2 separate regions of the Ovis aries genome follow, and region 1 is linked to region 2. Evidence: chromatin contacts called from public Hi-C data. All regions are on one chromosome and are shown on one strand. The core of a region is the stretch at or near the end of the contact, and the rest is flanking DNA. Distances in the headings are between cores, read along the strand shown.

The links. Hi-C and Micro-C count contacts between places; a contact is called where the count stands out from the background.
Region 1: a Hi-C map of liver shows a contact between it and region 2, with 4 times the contacts expected there. The contact joins the promoter of HELB here to the enhancer-like site in region 2. A contact is called at or near these places in 3 of 16 Hi-C or Micro-C datasets (hypothalamus, liver and tail adipose tissue).

Annotation. Positions count from the first base shown.
Region 1 is chr3:153,707,769-153,712,218 of ARS-UI_Ramb_v3.0, reverse strand. It overlaps HELB (DNA helicase B), which reads left to right and starts at 1,406. Exons shown (of 13, transcript XM_060412843.1): 1 at 1,406-2,359.
Region 2 is chr3:153,585,811-153,590,368 of ARS-UI_Ramb_v3.0, reverse strand. All of the region lies in intron 18 of GRIP1 (glutamate receptor interacting protein 1), which reads right to left. Among named protein-coding and RNA genes, the nearest start is that of HELB, 120 kb to the left of the region's middle. Within about 2 kb of position 2,603, at least 1 of the 54 cell types and tissues checked has an H3K27ac peak or open chromatin away from gene starts, as enhancers often do. A contact at or near this core is called in liver, where this site is marked.

The DNA of each region.
Region 1 (4,450 bases), core at 157-2,656, 120 kb before region 2:
GGGTTGTCCTTCTGCTCTGGGGTGGGGTGTTGGGCTGAGGGAAAGTGAAAAAGTAAAGTGAAAGTGTTAGTCCCTCAATCGTGTCCAACTCTTTGTAACTCCATGGACTGTAGTCCACCACGGTTAGGAAGATCCCCTGGAGAAGGAAATGGCTACCCCCTCCAGTATCTTGCCTGGAGAATCCCATGGACGGGGGGCTGAGGGAAGGGGAGACTGATTTTTTTTTTTTTGCCTCCAGCTGGAATGCAGCATCTCAAGTGGAATTCCAAAGCTAGTGGACCATGCCCTGAGTCATGGGACAGAGCAGCCACTGGGCATCTGTGAGGGTCTGCACACACTCTGCAGATATTCCCTGTGGCCAAGGAAGCAAGGCATGAAACAGTAAATAAAAGCAACATGACTGGTCAAGAGAGAGCGACTACAGAAAGGAGAGAGTTTTTAATATTTTGGCACTCAACACGACTGAGCGACTGACCTGAACTGAATTGAACTGAACATCACTGTATTTGAACAAAAGCTCCTACATTTTCATTTTGTACTGGCCCCTACAAATTACATAGCCCTGCTGAGCTGCATACAAAACGATCAGCACTTTTAGGGCTTGTACAGTCTGGCTATTTCACCCTTCTCCTCAATACTCTGACTTCTATTCACACAGTTCACTTCCTTGGCTAGCTTCCTTATCCCCACTGCTAGCTAGCCATCACGGTGTGGTAATCCATTACTAATGTGTGAACCCGTCTACACACTTAATTCTGGTCTAGGACTGCTCCTGCAGTCCATTCTCCTTCGCGTTATCCAACCGCTTCATGTCTCAACCTCGGAGTCCTGATTTAATCCATAAACTCTGAGGCAGATCAGTCAGCTGCATGTCATTGAACACGTTAGCGGCTGTATTTGAGCCCCAGTGGCCTCAACTGTAAAATAAGGAGAATGCTATTAACTTCATAGTTTTGCTGTGAGGTTAAATTAAAATAACACACACGATGCACTTAGCATGGTGCCTGGGACATGGGTGTTCACATGGAATGGCTAGCATCTTCCTCTGGGATCACACCTTCCTATCCTTCTGGCTCTCACCCGTCAAACCGGCCTCCAACACTAAGAATTCCTGACTCTCAACTTCTCCCTTTTCTGTCAAGTTTCTTATGATACCTGCGCTCATCCCCAGACTTCACTTCTCAAAAAATCTTGGCAGCCTTTTCATCCTTTTCTGCCATAGTTGATCTGCAAAGTGTCTGGTCTGTGACACACTGCCCGGCTCCTCAGCAGTTCCCTGTGATGGGCTTTCTCTGCACCTGTACCCAGATGTGCAGGGGAAGGTCCAGGGCAGCACCGCGCAGGCGCGCGCCCGCCGCCGCCGCTCCCGCTCCTTTGCTGTAGCTCCGCCCGGTTTCGGAGTCTCAGGTCGACCTAGCAGCACTTGTTAGAAGGCTTATCTCCAAGCTCCCTTTCCTTTCTGTCCTCTGACCTGAGCCACTGTCCTCAGTTCCTACTTCAGAAGGAAAAAGCCCACAGTGGGCTTGCCTCTGCCTCCGTCTTCTGACGGACAGCCCGCGTACCCTCTGCTCTCCATGGATCTTCTTGGCCTTTTCTTTCTGGGCTCTAGACCTCCTGTCTCTCCTGCATTAGCTGGTCTTTACCATCAGGCTCTTATTTCCCATGTCTGCCTCTCCTCAACATAGAAACTTGATTATGTAGATTTTTCCCGTGTTTAGGAGGGAAACCCCTTCTTGATCATGTCTTCTCTAGCTTCCTCTTTTTCTCAGCCAGGCTCTTTAATAAAGGAGATAGCACTGGCTCACTCCCTTCCTTTACTTCCTGTCTGTTCCTCAGCTCCTTGAAGAAACCGTTTGCCCTCCATTGCATGAAAATTTCTCTCTCTGAGACAGTTACCTTCTAAGGGCAATCAACAGTTAGTCTTCACCAGTCCTCTGATTCCTCTGCAGCGTCCGACATTGCCAAATTCTACTTCCTTCTGGAAGGGCTCACTCTCTCTCTCTCCGTCTCTCTCCCCTTCTCTCCTGGTTATATTTCTACCATTTTGACTCATCCCTCTCTTCTTTCCCTTCTTCTTCTCTTTCCCCCTCCTCCCTACTTCAGAAGGAAAAATAGAGAGACACCCTCCTTTCCTTCAGGTTTCCCCCACTCTGGGCTTCCACCTCCACCTTCTTTCCTCCTGTCACAGCCTCCCTTGATGAATTCACTTGCTCCCCTGACTGTAACCGCTCTGCATTTTCTGGTGAGCCCACAGTGCCAGGCCCCAGGCCCACTGCACCGAAGTAGCACAGCGGACTCAACATTGATCAGCCACTCCTCAGACCAGCTGAACGGACTGGGAGCAAATCGGTCAACCTCTGTAAGTCTCAGCTTCCTCATTTGTACGATGAGTAACATATTTCTTGAAGGGCTTATTGTGAGGATTCAAATAATGCAGAAACAGCACAGTTCCTGGCCCATATAAATGACTCAATAAATGCCAGTGACGCTGCTGTTGCTAATGGTGATGCTATTTAAGGGTAACTGTTATTCAAGCCTTGCTGAGTGTTTGTAAGATTCACCTACACCTGCTCTCTCCCACTGAAGAGACCGTGGACACTTCTTTTGCCCAACAGCACCTCTTTTTGTCTATAATCACAACATCTGGAGCTGCTGCCTGCTCTCTGCTTCTTCTCATGTCTAACCCACAAAGAGAGGGGTGCTCTATCTTGACTTCCTGACTTGAATAATCTCCTGTCTGACTTGGTCTTTCTGTGGGCTGCAGAATTTAAAAAGCCTGTTATTAAAACCCCATAGTCTCCCATACTATGTAAGGCCTAGTTAATACTGACATGCTCGATGTTTTTTGGTACGTTATTTGTTACAGCTCTGTTTGTACACATCAAGCACAGTGTGGGGGACCCTATCCAACAGGATAAAGGCCTGGTCCTGGCCTACTTTTCTACTTTATCCACCCTGCTATAAGAGCTCATGCTTCACCGAATGGAACCACGGACAGTTTCCAGAAGCTACCATACTGCTCCAGCTTCTCCATTCAAGTAGCTTGTCTCCGTTTCTACACTCCTTTGTACAACCACCCCTGACTCTCTCCCCAGCCCCTTGCCAAATTAGCTGTTTCCACTTTGTCTATCTGGACGCAGCTCTGGTTGGTTCTAGGAATGTCTGCCTTTCTCAGCCACGCTGAACTTCGCTTTTGATCATGTTTTTTCCCCAGAGCCTAGCTTGATGCCCGGCACACAGCACCATAACATCTATGCTGTGTTATGCTTAGTCGCTCAGCCCTGTCTGACTCTTTGTGACCCCATGGACTGAGGCTTGCCAGGCTCCTTGGTCCATGGGGATTCTCCAGGTAAGAGTACTGGAGTGGATTGCCCTGCCCTCCTCCAGAGGATCTTCCCAGTCCAGGGAATGAACCCAGGTCTCCCCCATTGCAGATGGATTCTTTACCATCTGAGTATACAGAGATCAAAGAGATCCATGAAAAACACTGGAGAAATGCTTCCTCAAAATCCCACTAGGGGTCACTTTCTGTACGTTTTAGAAAGAAACAGGGCAGGCACTTAGTAAATCAATTCTCTATGAAAAATTCAGCTTTGTGTTTAAATTTTAAAAGTCATTTGTTGTTTATTTAATGGAAACTGAAGCTCTGCCATGTACAAGCCTTGAAGCACTGTACGAAGGCCAGCTCTTTCTGGTTGTATGGATAATGTCAATATTCATGTTTGTATAAAAAACAAAATTGAACATGGCATTTAATTTTGCATATTAAAAATTCAGATCACTGAATTTATATGAGAGTTTCTTCCATATTTTTAGGTTGATATCCTTGGATAAGGTTAACATTTAGATAGTTCATTTCAAATATGTTTTTTTATAGATTATCTCAAAAGCCTGTTCTTCTAAACCTTTATTTCTTTACCAGACTTATTCTCATTTGATCTCAGTTGCAAAATTAATGGCATATTCCTACTGATTATCTTGATCTGCTTCATACCACAGAGATTTTAATAAGGGAAGCAAAAGAGGGGGAAACTGATTGTACTAGCAGTTAAGAGCCACTTGAATACAGTGCAAATACACTTATCATAGATATAATGCTTTAATATTTTAGTTACTCTCAAATATATTAATATTATACTTGACTGGCCTCCAAAAGAGCCCTGGTATCAAGATTTTGTTCTTAATGGAAAATATTGTTCTTAGCAACTCTGCAAATGTAATATCACAGCTCTTGGTCAAACATTGAATTTATATTGACTGTCAACCTTCTAGTACACAGAAGCATCAACAAATGATTACCATGAGGTGGTTGTATTGACCACAAGCACTGATGGATCACAGGGGAGGAATTAGCGGAAGGATGGTTGCTTAATATAACAGGAAGGACTGCAAGGAGTATTTCTGGTTAGCCTGGGGAAATTTCATGAAATGTCTTCATCTGCTAACAGAA
Region 2 (4,558 bases), core at 1,354-3,853:
ATCTTGTTTAGACACTGTCCTGCTATTTTCTTTTCTATGTAAGTGAATCTACTCCTTAACTGATGCAGGCAGGTGATGACAGCATAAGTTGAAATAGAGACTATCTCAGGGAAATTAGGTTTGGGTAAAGGCAGGCTGGTTTCCATAGCTGAGAAGATGTTAATAGGCTCTGAGGAATACACGTTTACACCGGACGCCAAACTTAAAAGCCATGACAAGAATAAAATGAATGAGGCAGCCCCAGTGTCAGAAAAATCAATTGCCAGAAGTATAATTAGCCCTTGTTTTTATTGAGTGATGATGTAAGCACATAAAATTAACAGGGATGATACTGCAAACTAGTTTTAAACTGCAAAATCGCTTAAAAAATGGAAAGATAGAAGTAATTAAGAATGCATTTCCTAAGTAATTATTCTTTTTATTTAGAACTGGAAACCGTTTTCATTTTTCTTTTTTCCCCCCCTCTCCCTTTTGCCCTTCCTTCCTTGCTTCTTTCACATCCAGGTTTCAGTATCTGATCTTATACTTGGCATCGTAATACGAAGGATGTTATGGACTGAATTGTGTCCCCCCAGCTCATAAGTTGATGCCCTAATGGGACTTTATTTGGAAACTGGGCCTTTACAGTGGTAAGTAAGGTTAAATGAGACCCTGAGGGTGGGAGCATGGTCCCACGGGATGAGTGTCCTTATGAGGAAACGTGGACACACACAGGAATGCACGGACACACAGGAAAGGCCGTGTGAGGGCTCAGTGAGAAGGTGGCCATCTGCAGACCAAGCACAGAGGGGCCCCAGGAGAGAGCAAACCTGCCAACACCTGAGCAAGGACTTAAAAAATGAACTGCTGTTGCTTAAGCCACCAGTGTGTGGTGCTTTGTTATAGCAGCCCAAGCAAAGTAACACAAGGTATAAAATTCAGTTTGGGCAGCAGTCCCCAATCTTTTTGGCACCAAGGACCAGTTTCATGGTAGACAGTTTTGCCATGGATGGGGAGGGGGGCAGGGATGGTTTCCTGATGATTCAAGCACATTATATTTATTGTGCACTTTATTTTTATTATTATTATATTAGCTCCACCTCAGATCATTAGGCATTAGATCCTGGAGGTCAGGGACCCCTGTGGTCTAGCAGATAAGACTCCATGCTTTCACTACAGAGGGCACTGGTTTCATCCCTGGTCAGGGAACCAAGATCTTGCCTGCCTTGAGGTGTGGCCAAAAGACAAAAAAAATCAGTCTAGATTTTTTTCATTAAGAGTTTAATTTTAGGTGTTTAATTTTAGTGTTTTAAGAGTTTAATTTTATTCACTTGCATGATGAAAAGTAGGTCTTCACAAATGTAGGTACTTTTGAATGTTGATGGAATTTTGGTATAATAGTTTTTATTTTGGGGCTTCCCTGGCAGCTCAGAGGTTAAAGCGTCTGCCTGCAGTGTGGGAGACCTGGGTTCGATCCCTGGGTTGGGAAGATCCCCTGGAGAAGGAAATGACAGCCCACTTCAGCATTCTTGCCTGGAGAATCCCATGGACGGAGGAGCCTGGTGGGCTACAGTCCACCGGGTTGCAAAGAGTCGGACACGACTGAGTTTTTATTTTTAGTGCATCTACACCTCAGAGAAATTTGTAAAGTTTGGATACTCCAATATTATACAACTTTGTTTTTAATACCACAATACTGTGCAGATAAATATCTTCAATTTGTAGCTATTAATTCACATTCCTATTAATTTAGGAAAGTGAACTAAGCAATGTTGGTTCTTATTCATAAAGTTTAAAATCAGAAAAAGGTTTTGAGGATCAGTCTTCAATTCTACAATTTTGTGATTGTAGCTCCTGCCATTAATTTGATTTTTGGAAGCCAATTTTAGCATAGAAGAGTCAGCCAGATAATTTCCTGACAAATTTATTTCCTACAGCCCCCATTTTGTTAAAAATGAGAAAATCCAATCATACTTTTGTGTAACTATTTGCAACTGCACGTGCCAAGAAATGTTCAAAGTGTTTAGACGAAACTGGAGTGAACTCTGGCTCACTCTCCAATGCTAGAAAGGCAGGGCAAGAATAGTTCTACCTTCTCTTAGAAATCACCTCAAAACAAAAATGGATGGCAAATAACAGAATGTAAACTCTATCTTCAGCAAACCTAGATACATAGGGAACCATAATACATAGGGAAACTTAACTAAGTTCAGGGAAAGGCAAATGAGCGGTGGTGTTAAGAAGCCAAGTTTCTCTGACCAAAAACTTTTTTTTTTTTGGCCACACTACACACAGCATGTGGGATCTTACTTCTCAGACCAGGGACTGAACCCGCAGAACGTGCAGTGGAAGCACGGAGTCCTAACCACTGTACTGCCAGGGAGGTCCCTGTCCAGAGATGTTGGAGAAAGTCCAGTCCTCCAAAGCAGGGGCCCCGGCATGAGGCAAAACAATGTTTTGTTTGGAACACTAGAATGGTTGCAATGACTGGTGGACAGAAAGTGCCCTAGAGCCCATTTGGCACCAAGGAAAAGCCAGGAAGGTGGGCTGAGAGTACCTCCAGACGAGCCACGGACTGCAGGAGGCAATCTTAGTGAGGCAGGGTGGCAGAGAGAAATTCTGCATTGTGATTGGCCTGAAGGTGCTGCCCTCTGCTGGCAGAGAAAGAATGCACTCATCACAGGAACTGTGAACTGGGGGTAAATTTTGCATCCTTCCAATTCATGAAGGAGACCTTCATGTAGGAGACCTGGGTTCGATCTCTGGGTTGGGAAGATTCCCTGGAGAAGGGAAAGGATACCCACTCCAGTATTATGGTCTGGAGAATTCCATGGGCTTGCAAAGAGTCGGACACGAGTGAACGATTTTCACTTTCACTTTTCACTTTCAATTCATAAAGTCACTGCATTTAAAGATAAGCAATAATTTAAAGGGAACTACTATAAGGTGGTAAAGCGTCTGTCTACAATGCGGGAGACCTGGGTTCGATCCCTGGGTCAGTAAGACCCACTGGAGAAGGAAATGGCAATCCACTCCAGTACTATTGCCTGGAAAATCCCATGGACAGAGGAGCCTGGTGGGCTACAGTCCATGGGGTCGCAAAGAGTCGGACATGACTGAGCAACTTCACTCACTTACTTACTTACTATAAGACATATACTAAGTTAATATTACAAAAGGAGAGAGGGAATAGAAAAACAAAGAAATAACAGATGAAGGATACTCGTGAGAAAAAGACTGTTATAGAGCAACTGATAAATATGACCAAATATATTATCACAAAATTTAAAAAAATACATGTCTCTGTAAAACAAGAGATGATAGACATGAGAGCTCAGGAAAAACTGGGCAAGGCAAGATCACTGAAGGAGATGAAACATGAGTTCATAGAGATAAGGAAACAAATGGAAAAGAAAAATGCCCCTTCTCTTCCCTCAATGGAGAAAATCCTGCTGAGTTTCCTGCTCTGTGCTACTCAAGTACCATTTTATGTTCCCTAACTAGACAGCATATTGAAAAGCAGAGACATTACTTTGCCAACAGAGGTCCGTCTAGTCAAGGCTATGATTTTTCCAGTGGTCATGTATGGATGTGAGAGTTGGACTGTGACAAAGCTGAGAGCCAAAGAATTGATGCTTTTGAACTGCGGTGTTGGAGAAGACTCTTGAGAGTCCCTTGGACTGCAAGGAGATTCAACCAGTCCATCCTAAAGGAGATCAGTCCTGGGTGTTCTATGGAAGGAATGATGCTAAAGCTGAAACTCCAGTACTTTGGCCACCTCATGCGAAGAGTTGGCTCATTGGAAAAGACTCTGATGCTGGGAGGGATTGGGGGCAGGAGGAGAAGGGGACGACAGAGGATGAGATGGCTGGATGGCATCACTGACTCGATGGACGTGAGTCTGAGTGAACTCTGGGAGTTGGTGATGGACAGGGAGGCCTGGCGTGCTGCGACTCATGGGGTCGCAAAGAGTCAGACACGACTGAGCGACTGAATTGAACTGAACTGAACTACATTCAAGGAAAGTTGGACTCTCTGACTGTACATGCTGGTGTTTTTTCCTGACAAATCACCATCATCTTTTAATGAAACTATAAGATAGTATGGAGATAAATGAATCATAAGCAGAACAAAATCTAAGAAGAACAGAATAAAATTAATTAAATTAAAAGCAAAGACTTATTTTTAAAAAACCAGAGTGAAATTAAATAAATGCAAGAACCAGTTCCTTGTACAAAAGAAAAGCTAAGTAAAAATAAACCACTACCTATATAATCATGGGGAAAAAGAATAAAAGGACAGATACACTGGATACAGAACCATATTGGGAATATAATTATAGAAACCAAGGAAAAATGACAAGACCCAAACAAGAGACTATGTAATTATAAGCAAATACATTTGAAAAACTGAATGAAATGGAGTTGCTTTCTTTTTTCTGAGAGAATACAAATGATCAAAATGACCTCTAAAAGGATCTAGCAACCCCACTTCTGGGTATATGTCAGAAGGAAACAGAATCTGTATAGAAGAAATGGCTTTACTCCTATGTCATTGGATTCTTATTCACAATAGCCAA